2 separate regions of the Sus scrofa genome follow, and region 2 is linked to region 1. Evidence: chromatin contacts called from public promoter capture Hi-C data. All regions are on one chromosome and are shown on one strand. Each heading gives the region's core, a stretch centred on a gene start, on an enhancer-like site or on the middle of the called end of the contact. The rest is flanking DNA. Distances are from core to core; before and after follow the strand shown. Region 1 holds the start of CAMK2D (calcium/calmodulin dependent protein kinase II delta). Region 2 overlaps CAMK2D (calcium/calmodulin dependent protein kinase II delta).

Region 1 (6,936 bases), core at 3,070-5,569:
AGGGTTGCAGTGCTACCCAATGCAGCGGTCCACTGACAATACACCCTTGAGGGAATTCGGGATGAAGAAACAGGGTGAGGCACTCCAAGCTTAGATAAATGGGCCGCTAGATTGTTAGATGCTTACCTCAGGCAGAATTTCAATGACCCCAGCCAATGCAGTTAAGGAGACTGTTTCAGCAAACTGGCTAAGAGATGAAGATGGTTTCGTCTTGAGCGCCAATGATGAGAAATGGAGTGAAGTGGACTGATAATTAATTCTAGAAATGTTTAGGAATCATGAGGTGGGGTGGGGACAAGAGAGATGAGTGTACAAAACTAACCAGGCCCAAACCAGCAAATACATGGTAGGTGTACTAAAGATTGGGGGCTTTTTCCCCTTCTAAGACTATATAGTGAGGTAATAATGGTATCTACACTGAGGAGAGACACAGCTTTCTTTGGTGTGAAGGCACTAGAGAAGGGTGACCTAATGGCTTAATCCTAGTGAGAAAAGGTGATGACCTAAAGGAAGGCATTTCTAGTAGGAATGGCATGAAGTATGTGAACTTGCAATTGGCTGTGGCAGTAAGGCAGAGGGACTGCTACAGGTGACGCTCAAGTTTCCCTGAGATATGGAGGAGGTGCAGGTAGAGAGGGAATTTGGGAGACTAATTTTTGACATTTTGAATCAGAGGTAGAGGCAGACTGTGTGGGAGGAAATTTCCAATAGGAGCTGGCAACACATGTCTGAAACTCAGGGAGAGATGGGATTTGGAGATAAAGATTTCAAAGTCATTAGCATTTTGATATCTAGTGGACTTGGCTTTCCATTTTCACTTGCTATGAGCCTGAGAGGACAGAGGGCCCTGCTTGACCCCCTTGGGAGTTTATACCCCTTCTTTTCCCCATCTCTGATAGTGGGTGGTCAATGACTGCCTAGTGAAGGAATAGCAAAGTCCTTGCCTGAAGGGGAACAAAATCTGGGTGTAATTCATACTCTGAGCTGCTAGTAGAAAGAGCTGCAGTAATTGAGAGAGTGGTCAGGGAAGGCCACATCAATAAGGTAATTATTTGAGAAGATACTGGAAAGAGGTGAAGAAATGAGATGGGAGGATAACTAAGAGATGAACATTCTGGGAAGCAGAGAACAGCAAATGCAAAGTCCCTAATCAGGAGCATGCTCCAGGAACAGCAGAGGCCAGTGTGGTTGGAGTAGAGTGAGCCAGGACACAAATTGAGGCAAGAAGGCTCATGGAGTAGAGGTGGAGGGCAGGTCCTCTAAGGTCTTATAAGCCATTTCTAGAATTTTCTTTTTAGTCCAATGGCAATGGGCTGAAATCTTCAGCAGTTTTTGCACAAAAGAATGGTTTGTCCTGAGTCTGTAAGGGGCGCCTTCTGGCTGTTTGTGCTGAGACTGGGATGAAGGCAGGCCAGGGCAGAAGCAGGAGCCAGGAAGAAGACAAGAGATGACAATCCTAATGAAATTTCAGAGTAACTTTAGAAGGATTTCTGTCTTAAGGAGGTCCAAAAAACAGAAATAACTGTCAGTATTTGTTAAATAAGATACAAATTTTAATTAGTCCAAAATATAGATCAAGGAACAGTGCAAATATAGATTAAGCAGTGTTTGTTTTGAGTACACATTTATTGTCTAACAATACATTAGTATTAAAACGCAGTTATGTTTTCTTTCTTGTATTGCATAATTATCATAACCATTTACAATTATGGGTGGTTTAAATAACTGAGATAAATACAGTAATTATGTAGGCCTCATTACTTGAATTTAAAAAAAAAAAAAACAATTTTCTTCCCAGAGTTGTAAATTGTATATTACCTTTATTTATTGCTTTAATTTTACTTCTGTTTCATTTTTAGATTCAGTGAAGAATATTAATTACATTATAACCTGGAACCCTATTGCTAAATATTTAAGATATTTATTAAAAATCTTTAGCCTGGACTAAAATGGGTCTCTCAATTTTCTAGCCCAATTATTAATATTTAAACATGTTGTTGCTTGTCTTCATATAGTTTTTGGCATCATCTTTTCTTTTTTTTTTTTTTTTTTTTTTTTGTCTTTTGTCTTTTTAGGGCCGCACTAGTAGCATATGGAGGTTCCCAGGCTAGGGGTCCAATCAGAGCTGTTGCTGCCAGCCTAGGCCAGAGCCACAACGCCAGATCCGAGCTGGTCTGCGAGCTACACCACAGCTATGGCAACTCGGGATCCTTAACCCACTGAGGGAGGCCGAGGACAGGGATCAAACCTGCAACCTCATGGTTCCTAGTCGGATTCATTTCCCGATGCGCGCCACGACGGGAACTCCCGGCATCATATTTTCTAATATCCCATTTTACACAGTATTTATTTTTTACAGTTAGGAATCAAAATATGTACAAGCCCAATTTTGTTATAAGCATTAAAAATTGTAAACATTTTTAGAACTTTTGTAAAAGCTCATTTATTGGCAGAATAACATTTCCGGGCCAGGAAATAAGGGCACTAATTAGGATTACGTGTGACCGGTGGACAAGTTCACTAATAGCAGCCTTTGGGAGCAAGCAGTATCTCTTTAAATCTTAGATTCTCTGTATTCCTAGGTATCTTTCATCTTCCACCTGTGAAATTTTGAGTCCCTGACGTAATGCTAACAATGAACAAATTACCAATAGAATTGCAAGGTTTTTAGAGTCCCCGTGCTGTAAAACAAAAGGCAGTGCTTTCGAAAAGGCTGCACAACTTTTTAGGTTTTGGTCTGCCTCTAAATTTGCAAATGCATAGTTTCTTAAAGACACAAGGCTGGAAGGAAGGCCCAGGGGTAGTTTTAGCAATCAGCAATTCATCTATTTTAAATGTAAGGGAAAATTTTTTCTCGTATTTACTGTAAACAAATATATATGCTAATGAACAGAACGTAGGGCTAAACTGTCAAGTGGTTTTCCAGACAGCCATTTACGTAGTACATTCAAGTGACACTATCCGACCAGATCTCTGAGCTTGCAAGCAAAGCACACGCGACCGCTCCTTTTCCTTTTCCAAAGCGAAAGGGACTCGACCCGCTCACGTGATGCAAGTGACATCAGTCCCTACCAGGTCGCGTGACCGACACCCAACCTTCCCACCACCCTGCCCCCACCACCAGAGCAGAAAATCTCGCGAGAAACAGCCTTACTATCAGAACTTACTGAGGTTACCGGGGAGTTACTCAGAAGGGAAGGTGTGGCCGAGTGGCGGAGTTTTTCCTTTCATTCTGTTAACGTTTATGGCCGAGGCGAAGGCCTTCGGGAATTGCCAGAGTCTGAGCAACCCAGCATAGAAAACGGCGGGGGCGGTGGAGAGTGAGGTGGCAGTCATATCAGAAGTGAAACGTGGCGCGGCGGGCGTCGCCCCTCGCTGAAGAGGCTGTAGGGGAGGGAGGGACCCCGCTCTGGGCGCCTGGTAGCGGGCGGCGTGGCTCGTGCTGGGGTGGGCCAGACAGTCATTGGGAGGTGTGGGAGCGACAGCCATTGGGGGGGGGGCTTCTCTGGAAGCAGTCGATTGCCCACATCCGGCCCCCGCTCTGTCAACAAGAAGCCGCGTAGAGATGAAATGCCTGCACCCCTCCGCTTCCACCTAGGGCACTGCGGTTCGGAGCAGTCCTTGGTGCCCCGCGCCCACAGTCGGGCTGGGGGAGGGGTGTTTCTGAGAGACCCCCGGCGGTAGCCCTCGGCAATCCTTGAATTAACTCGCATCTTGCAGCGAAATCAGCCCCACGTTTAGGCAGGAACCTAACTGCGGGTTTAATTATGTGATTTTGACGTCTCGACTCATTCACCTAAACCCTCTCCAGGCTTCTCCCCTGAACATCCTCCTCCACCCACCTGGTCTCTACCTAGACGGGTGCGCGCGCGCGCGTGTGTGAGACCCAGAGACAGAGGAAAAGAGAAGGGACAGGGTTAGAGTCGCTAGAAGGAGGTGTGGGACCAGCCAAGAGGGGGCTTCGCGAGGGAGGGGTACAGGCAGGCGGAGGGAGCGGCAGGAGGAGGCGCTGGAGAGGAGGCGGAGGCCTGGGGAGGGCAGGCGAAGCTTCGCCTGAGCCGAGCGCTCTTTCTTTCGCCGCGCAGTCTCGGTGCGGTGCGGGCTCGTGGGGAGCGCGAGGCTGCCGAGGTGCCCGCGGGAAGGAGGCCGGCCCCGGCGCGTCCCGCGCCCGAGCCTGCTGACAGCTGCAGCTGGGCTCGAGCTGTCCGCTCTAGGCTCCGCGGCCTCCGCCCCCTCGGGCTCCCTCCCCTCCGCCCCTACCCCTCCTGCCCCGGTGCGGATCGTTTCGCAACTGCTCGCCTCTCGCCCCATGCCCGGCTGTTTTCTATTTCCCGGCCCCTCTTCTTGAGTACTTTGGCCCCTGCATTTGGGGAGAGGGGCTTGCAAGGGAGCGGCGGAGCGTCCAGAGAAGAAGGAAGCGAGGCCGGGAGGAGGAAGATCGGCGGACTGTAGGGAGGAGACCCCACGCCACCCTTTCTGGTCCTCTCCCCTCCCGCCCCGCCCCTACGCACACTCCCTCGCCGGCGAGCTACTTTCGGACGGGAAAGTGAGGGCGGCCCTGGGTGACAGCGCTGCTGGGCTAGTCCCGGGGAAGCCGCGCGTCTGCTCGCGTCTTGTCCGCCGCACTCCCAGCCAGGGGGACAGCCCGGACCGAGGATGGCTTCAACTACAACCTGCACCAGGTTCACGGACGAGTATCAGCTTTTCGAGGAGCTTGGAAAGTAAGCGCCTTTACCCGGCACCCGCAAGTCCCCTTTCCAGCAGAGGGCGGGTCGTGTTACCCCCTACCCACCGGCTCCCGCGTGGGGCGAGGGAGTTTGGGAGACTAGAGGAGAGGGGGCAGGGCCCCTGGTGTGTCAGCTTGGAGGAAGGTGTTGACCTAGTAAGGGGAGGGGGCAAAGAAGGGGAAAGACCCTCTATCCCGGCTATGGCCCATTCCGATCATCTTTAGCCCACCTTTCCCCACTCCCCCACCCTCTTGACTTAGTGGATTTACGACCCTGCAGTTGTAGCTGTCATCCTGAGATGTGTGTGTGTGTATGGAGGAAACAAGAACCCATGTAAAATGCAACATAGATCATGTTTTCTGTAAATAGAGATGCCTCCTCGTTCGCCGGCGTGTTGGCCGCAAGACCCACGTACGGATGAGAACTCACTACCACAGACGGTGCCATATTTATTGATGCCGAAAGTTCAACTTGGCTTAGAGTCTGTTTCGCATCCAGTAGTTGTTCTGTCCAGGAAAAGGGCTACCCAAAGGAACCCGACCCCCGTCCCATATCCACTATTATTCTTTACTAGATTACTCGTTCTTCATCATCCTTCCTAGGATGTACGTGTACCTCTTCGCATTCTCTGGGAGGATTTATTTATACAGGCAGCGGAAAAGCCTTCTGGAGACCGGGAGAGAGCTTCCCAGGGGTAGCCTAGCGTTGTATAAAGCGACCTCCTAACACCTGACTGGCAGAACTACTTGGTGATGTTAAGGAAGGGGCGAGAAGACCTACTGAGAGAGAACCTGTGCAAAAGGAACCTAAGGGCTGAGCCGTGAACGTTAATTTGTGTAGCATCAAACCCAATTTCTTTACCGCTAGTTTCCAACATTACTTTAGAAAGCATTTATGTGTGTGTTGTTGTTTTATACAGTTGAATTAAAGGACGTTAACTATCTTTTAAATGTAATGAGGATCATACCCTTATGTATTTATGTTGTCTGCTGTTAAAACATGGAGAATATGTCGGAAGAGCAGCTTAATTCAAATCTCTCCCCTCCCCCAACCCAAAACAGGGCACAGAGAAATCACCATAGCAGGATTTGTTAAACCGCACACAAATGTTCCTAAGAATTATATTTTAATGAAAACAATCGCCATATTTACTTACTTGGAGCCAGGTTAATTTTTTTTCCCCTACCAAAATAAATATGCAGCAGATTTTTGCTGCTCCTCTTCAGCTCTGCTCTTTGCAGGTTTTTCTCAAAGCATTTGGTGTGTGTGTGTATTATAAAATGTTTTCAAATTTCATGTGCAAACAAGAGCCGTCATAATTGCCAGTTCCTTTAATTTTGTTAATTAATAATGTGTGCTCCCAGTTAAATAAAATCCAATTTTATTCTTCAGCACTGAAGAAGGTCAGAGTTTCCAGGAAGAATTGTTTCCTTTCATGGGTATTACTGTTGTGCACTGATATTTGACAGCTCATAACATTCAGTAAAAATGCTCAGATGTAATTTTTGAGTACAATATCAGAGGTGATTATATTGATGACCTGCTAATTATTGGTTTTCAGGGGGGCATTCTCAGTGGTGAGAAGATGTATGAAAATCCCTACTGGACAAGAATATGCTGCCAAAATTATCAACACCAAAAAGCTTTCTGCTAGGGGTGGGTATTTTCAACCACATATATATGTATATATTTATGTTAATTTTCTATTTGTCCTGTTTGTTGTTGGTTCTGTTGTATGTAAATATGCCATTTAGTTATAATTGTAGCCTTAGGTATCATATTACATATTGAGATTATTTCCTTCCTGAATGCCTCTTAGTATGTATAGTTTAAAAATAAATGACAAAATACAATTGTTATTTGATAAATTGTTAAAATTCTATCGTCCTAAGAGTAGTAGCATAAATAACTATATATTAAAGCAAATAAATGTCACTAAGTGCATTTTGCCTTTAGCTCTACTGTAAAATAACTTTCAGAAAAACCCTGGAACGGAAAAAATGTAAGTCTCACTACTGTCATTATTCCTTTTCGCTTTTGAGAGGAAAAATAGGTCATAGCTCAGCTGAATCATATATTTCAATTGTAGTTACACTTGAACTTAATTCATCAAGGTATATTTAACAGTAATGGCTTTGGGAGGAAAATTTTATGGATGCTATATTCTAAGACGGTCAGCTTGATTTTGATGTTTCTGTGCAGTTCAGAC
Region 2 (6,936 bases), core at 2,431-4,930, 230 kb after region 1:
GTTGAATAAAATAAAGAGGATAAGCAGATCCTCTTTGATACAGTGCTAGCATATAGATATGTCCTTGAATATTTGAATAACTGCCACTCTTGAGGGTTAGTGGACAGTAGAATCCACCAGATGGAAAGTTATCAGGATCTAGAGACAAGGCTAAGGCACAGGCAGTAGGTTGCAGATGTCCCAGAAACAACAGCGGGAGAAAGTTCAGGGTGGTGGGGTGTTGGCATAACCGCAGCCCCTCAGTCAGCACCAGGGGGAATCCGGCAGGTACATGGACCACAGCCTTTGTCTGAGGGGCATCACTGTCAGGCCAGTTGACAAAGATTCAGGCAGTATTAGGGAGAGCTAGCAGTGATGACATAATTATATAGTTGAGGATATGACTCTAGTCTTTGAGAGGGTTTGAATTAAGGCCGAACCTTTAATAATAAAAATGGCAAAGGCTGCCATGTATCAAGCAGTTACTGTATACCCTGCACTGTATTATCATCTCAGTCTTCAGAACAGCTTTGTGGGGAAGATACTATGACGCTCCCCATGTTGCATAAGGGGAGACTTAGCAACCCTGGGTAAAAGTACTTATCCAAGGTCACTCAGCTAATAAGACAGGGTTTGTACCCAAGCAGTTGGTTCCAGGGTCTGCGAGCTTAATCGCTACCACTTCTCAATTCAGTTAGATGAATGAATTGAAAACCCTTTTAGAGACCAAACAATGATGGGAAAAATAATTTTACCAGTAATATTTGGGAAAGTGGGTCTAAATTGAGTGAATCAAGAGATGAAAATAATCCCCACTTATGGATTTTCAGAGCTACGCAAAATTTTTATGAAAATTAAAGTGTATTTAAGATATGATGTGGAGCAGCAGGGCAGCATAATTTGGCAAAAGGTAGATGTAAAAAGTAAAAATACCTTACTTAGGATATCAGTAAGGTGGCATTGACCACAGCCTTTGGAAAATGAGACCTGGAGAAGAACGAAATGGATTTGTCACATTAAATTTAGGTCACATCTCAACACAGTCAGTCTGGAGTGCTTAAAAATAGGTTGTTTATAAAGAGTGGATTACTGTAACTTGGTGTGGTGTATTTGTGAACTGATCACTTAAAATTCAGGTATCAAAAGAGAAGAAACATTGATCAAGCATTTCTCAAGCACCTACTAAGGCCCCATCTTAGCTGTGGGAATATGTTATAGAGCAAAAGAAAAATAGACCCTTTGTATATGGAATATACAGGCCATTGAATTAAATAACACTTGAAAATATGTGGAAAATGTGTTGGTGCTGTTCCTCCCAGAAAAAAGGAAGACCATCAGACAAGCACTGCATCCAGAAATATATTAGCTTGAAAAGCAGTTGCAATAACAAGTGACAACTCTCGATGTCACAAGAAATAAAAGAATATCAAATCAGAAGTGTTCTCCCATTTAAGAGGCTTGAGAATACAATTTCTGTGAATCAGTTGTCAGAAAGAAGTCAAAGAAGACAGTTATATAGCTCAGCTTTTTCAAATAACTATTTCACACAAAGTAGTAACATTTCTTCAGTTCACAGTCTATTAAAAATGGTTACTAAACTACTTGGTGAACTATCTGGATAGGAGGCTTCATATGTACAGCTGAATCTTTTAGCAACAAATCCACGCCCATGAGTTGCCTCCATGGAAAACACTGTCTTTCTAAAAGTCTACCTCCTGAAGAACAGTACTATTTAATGGAAAAATCATTAGATGAGCAGATGGGTGGCTGGATATAGATGTTTTAATGAAGATGGTAATGCTGGAGATTTGATAGGATTTTTAAGACTATTTCATAAAAAATCAAATCAAATGTCTGACCAGGAAAAAAGGAAGTTATTTTCTGGGAATGTCACAAGCATTAAGTCCTTGTCACCATGAGCAGTAGAGATATCAAATAATGAATTCCACACTTTTAATAATGATAAAATCACAATTGTTCCACTTTTCACAGAACCATCTTTTTGCAGTAAGTTTAAAGAACATGTCACTTGTACATAATGCTTATCTAGGCATATCAGAAACAAACTATGTGCCAGATTTCATAACTGATGCTGTCGTTCTAGTGTTTCTTTATTGGCACTTAGTGTTTGTCAGGCTGCGGAAAGACAGTAACTAATGGGTGAGGTGGTGCTATGGTTACATTCTGGTTCAATCTACCTGATCCTGTGTGCTGAGAATGTAGAAATAAATCAAGAAACAGGAATGAGATACAGAATGATTCTTAAGAACTCACTCATATATGCATGAGCATAGATATAGTACTGCCTCATCACAAATTTACAGCACATGCATCAGGTGAAAAACCCCCCTGCTAAGTATATAAATTCAAGCATCCGGGAGGTCCCATCATGGTTCAGCAGTAACAAACCCAACTGGTATCCATGAGGATGCAGGTTCGATCCCTGGCCTCACCCAGTGAGTTAAGGACCCTGCATGGCCCTGAGCTGTGGTGTAGGTCACAGACACAGCTTGGATCTCGCATTGCTGTGGCTGTGGTATAGGCCGGTAGCTACAGCTCCGATTTGACCCCTAGCCTGGGCACTTCCATATGCCCTGATGCAGTCCTAAAAGGATAATAAGTAAGTAAGTAAATAAATGAGTAAATTCCAGCATCCATGCCATGTGAAAATAAAAAAAAAAAAGTCGCTTGTACCGTGTGCACAGGAGAACCTCCAATAAGTGCATGAGGAAGCCTGATACTCAAACTCTTCAATCTATGCAAAATTTCATTTAGTTTATTCCTAGGAGCTTTGTTCACACCTTCTTTGGCAAATGAAAAGTGACTAAAAACACATCAAAGCACTGACTGATTAACTTCATATTGAGATATTGAGACTATCCAATAAAGGAAAGAAATTTAAAAAGAAAATTTCACTTCTTAAAAGCTGATATCCAAGGGAATGTAAGAATCAAATAATGTAGAATAATAAAACTAATAACCTGTTTTATAATATTCATAAAGAGAAAAGCATTAAAAGGAGTTAAACACATGATTTCACTACATATGTAAATTCCATGTCTTAAGTTTTACTGGTTAGATAGGTATCATGTATGTGCACAAATAAATCTGTGATATGAATGTTGAAGCTATTAATATGACTAATGTTAAAGATGATCACCACTTTGCCAGATCAGTTCCTAAGTGAAATCATACTAGTTTAGAAATTCTCATGATGTGTTTTTGAGATTCTTGAGAAGCAAAATTTGTCAGGTCTTTTTCATAACTTTCTCCCTGTTTTATTTGAATATGGGTAGTAAATATTTTTGCCTGCCTTAAATTTTTCTAAAAATATCTACTGATATCTAAAAATATACTACCTTTTGAAAATAAATGATCTGTATACCCACAGAGGAGTTTCCTCAGTATCACATCTTTAAAAGGAAGGGATCAGGCAATCTAGCCTCAAGTCCTTGCTTCATCTTTTTGAACCTGCCTATCTCACTTGGAAGCTGAGGACTTGGAATTATTTTATCTCTCAGTCTCTCTCAGGTCTAAAAGTGATTCCAGCAACTTGCCTTGGTACTTTGAGACACTTGAACAGTTTCAAGAGAATCCCAAATCACAATGAAAGAAGTTGCCATTGTATCCATATGGAAGTACAGAACATAACTTGCCAACAGTTGCTGCTCATTACAGCTGATATGCTATAAATGGTTGTTGACACTAAGACCAGATGTCGTGGAAAATCCTGCATCATTAGGAAGCAATGGGGCGGGGAAAGAACCTGTGTGTGAGAATGTCAATAGAATCTATTTAAAAACCAACCTAAAGAGTGATGCATTATAAGAATTTAGAGATAATCTCAATGTATAAATATTAGCATAATAGATTGCACTTAATTTAGAAATATAGACATTTCTCAAGTTATGAACATTCATTACAAACATTCAGCATTCTGCACATTGAAAGGGCCAGCTGCGTGGGAGTGTAATAGCTGGTCACTAATGCATAGATCGTCCCTTACAGAGGATGAGCTCCTGTGATAAAATACAATGGGATTTTACAATTCTGTATATACTGGTGTGAGCTTAAAAGGTATATTAAAAATGTTCATTTGAGAGATGAAGAACGAGCCACGTAGCTTCAAGAGTCTGAGTCACCCAAATCCACATAGTTCATAACGGTCAGGCCCAGGACATAAATCCAGATCTTCACCCTCTCTCTAGATCCTCCTGTTGCCCATTTCTCTCATAGTGCTGTGCCCCCAGGCTCAACCCAAGCTGTGCCGGAGGCCTGTGTTTCTGATCTCACTTTTCTCATTTGTTTTAGGGAATCAAAGTAGTGGAATAGTAGAGTGTCATGGTGATGCTTTGTAAAGAAGTAGCCATTGATTAGGTGAGAGATTCTACGAGTTCAGCTTTTGTGAAATATAAACCCCCACTTATCTTATTTTCTGTAGACATTCATAATCTGAACTAACCTACTTGCCAACAAACTTTTATAGTATGTGTTTTTAAGTCGGAAGTTATAGAAAGGGTAGTAATTAAAGAAAATCAGAATAAATGTGTGGTGCGCTGGTTTAAATGCTGCTTTAGGAGTTCTTGTGATTAAGCCTCCCATATCCTTTCAGAAAAAAATACATTCCAAAGAACTGTATTTAAATCAAATTTGTGTGGTTTTTTCAATGTTTCTTTGAAGCTGGCCATTAGAAGTAATTTGTGACAAAACATTTTTAGAAAGCAGAGAATCCTTTAGTAAAGTCAACAATCATCCTAAGTTTTCAGTTTGCATTCCCTAATTCTCTAATTTAGGTTTGCCTAAAAGATAGGCTGAAACATGAAGCCATTTCAGTGCTGTTAGTTTTTAAATCTGTGCAGTAACCTTGAAATAGCCATGGCTTTTCCTGTGCATAACTGCAGCTGAACAGTCTTCATGGGTACAAGGTGAACACACCGATCCAGATGGATGTATTATTTCCCGGATGACTCACAAGGCCCTACAGAGAGGTCTTCTAGGTCATCTCTAGGTATGAATATTTGCCCCAGTCACTCAGAGGCCATGCGTGATAAGCTCAGGTGTTACCTTTCTTGTAAATTGGCAGATACTTCACGTTTAAGGGCATAATGCATACAGCACTGCCCAGACACTTTTTGATTTACAATAAAAATAACAGCACGTTAAATTGTAAGTTTATTCACTACTGACCCTGGCATTTGCTCAACAAACTCAAATACCGCTTGAGATTTAAAAGACCTAAGACGATTGTGATTTCTAAAGTGATTGGAGGAGTTCCTTTTGTGGCTCAGCGGTTAGCGATGCTGAATAGGATCCATGAGGATGCGGTTCGATCCCTGGCCTCGATCAGTGGGTTAAGGATCCAGCGTTGCTGTGAGCTGTGGTGTAGGCCGGCAGCTGTAGCTCTGATTCAACCCCTAGCCTGGGAACTTCCATATGCTGCGGGTGCAGCCCTAAAAAAAAATAAATAATAAATAAAAATAAAGCAATTAGAACTCTTGCCCTGAATAAGTCTGTGCATGACAAATTAGGACAGATCTGTATTAGCAGAGCTCTCAGAAGTCTCCATGTTTTGTGAATGTGAAGACAGAGAACTAAACAGTCACTTACAATTTAATGTGTTTTTTTCCGAGTTGTTTATTCCATAAATTAATAGCTAGAAATCACATCTTGATTAAATTAAAAGGTACAGGAATGTAGTGGACCATAAATTTTAGTTGTAAAATAAAATGTCAAATATTAATTACAGAGCATGGCTAGACCCTACTGATAAACAGTGTTCCAAGTAATTTTGAACGTTAGGTTTTACTACAAGTTATTTCAGCATGAAGATCTTTCATATTCTTGAGACCCCATCATCCCCAACATCCAAATTAAAATTATTTTGTATTTAGTGTTAAGGTAAAAACCCTATAAGCCCTAAAAAAAATCACAAAATTTTCCTTACAATTACCAATTGTCATAACAGTGATGAATCTGATGGCAGTGAGCAGCAATAGCCTGAAGAAGTCTGGTACTTGATTAAAACTTACTTGCCTACACTCTAGTTCTTGTAGATTTAACCTAATTTCTTCTGAGTTCTGGTTATGAGTCCTTGCTAATTTGCATGGCTGGCTTAATTAATAAATTAAATATTGGTTTAGGCTGTGTTTACACAAGGTCAAAACAACCAACAGAATTAACCAATTCCATAAGAATAAAAAGCCAATTTCATGAAAAAATTGAAATTAGCTGTTTGTCACACATGGACAAAACCAGTTTGGCTGATTTTCAGATTTTTCAAACAGTCTTTTTGGCACTTGCAGAGTCCATTGTTTCCCAGCTTTTCTCAGGCTGAGAACACCTCTAAATTTGCTGGGTCTTACCCCCAGATAAGAAGATACTGAACCACTCTCTCATATGTACATACCAATCCAGACATACATTCATCCAGATACCTGAGGATGATAGGTTCATGGTATGTATTATCAGCCTCCTTTTCCCACCGTCTTCTCCATTCATTTTTTTAAAATCCACAGAGGTGGTCCAGGGAAATTCAACACTTTGCCTTGGTGCTTATTTTCAAAGTACCAGTGTGTCTTGATGCCCCGGTTGGGAAACAGTGGTGTAAACGCAGCCTAATTCCAAGACTAAGTTATCAGTCCTTGAGTAATAATAATTACCCAAGAAAATAAAAATGTGTCTTTCTTACAGTATTCTGAGAACTGAAGATAAATATAGAAGTAATGCTTTGAATCACACTTCGAAGACATAAAATTGTGTTTTAAAAAACTGGCTTATAAAGAGAAAAAAGCCAACTATAACATTTGGCAAATAGTAGTAGACTCTTTCTGCCTTTAAGAATAAACAGATTCTTAAAGACAGCAATTTTAATACATAATTCAGAATAAGACTCCAAAAGTTGTACAGAAATTGTTTGGAAACATTGAGGAATCAAAATCACTACATTCGGGTCCAAAC

What was found. Promoter capture Hi-C pulls out the DNA fragments that hold promoters and counts their contacts.
Region 2: a promoter capture Hi-C map of fetal skeletal muscle shows a contact between it and region 1, with 5 times the contacts expected there. The contact joins the enhancer-like site here to the promoter of CAMK2D in region 1. A contact is called at or near these places in 3 of 5 promoter capture datasets (fetal liver, fetal skeletal muscle and liver), 16 of 47 Hi-C or Micro-C datasets (alveolar macrophages, brain, embryonic fibroblasts and 9 more) and 2 of 2 datasets of contacts at active chromatin or transcription factors (alveolar macrophages and skeletal muscle).

Annotation. Positions count from the first base shown.
Region 1 is chr8:108,911,700-108,918,635 of Sscrofa11.1, forward strand. It overlaps CAMK2D (calcium/calmodulin dependent protein kinase II delta), which reads left to right and starts at 4,320. Exons shown (of 20, transcript NM_214381.1): 1 at 4,320-4,721; 2 at 6,289-6,383. The coding sequence starts at 4,657.
Region 2 is chr8:109,143,036-109,149,971 of Sscrofa11.1, forward strand. The region is part of intron 6 of CAMK2D (calcium/calmodulin dependent protein kinase II delta); the gene reads left to right. Among named protein-coding and RNA genes, the nearest start is that of CAMK2D, 230 kb to the left of the region's middle. Within about 2 kb of position 3,681, at least 3 of the 83 cell types and tissues checked have an H3K27ac peak or open chromatin away from gene starts, as enhancers often do. A contact at or near this core is called in fetal skeletal muscle, where this site is marked.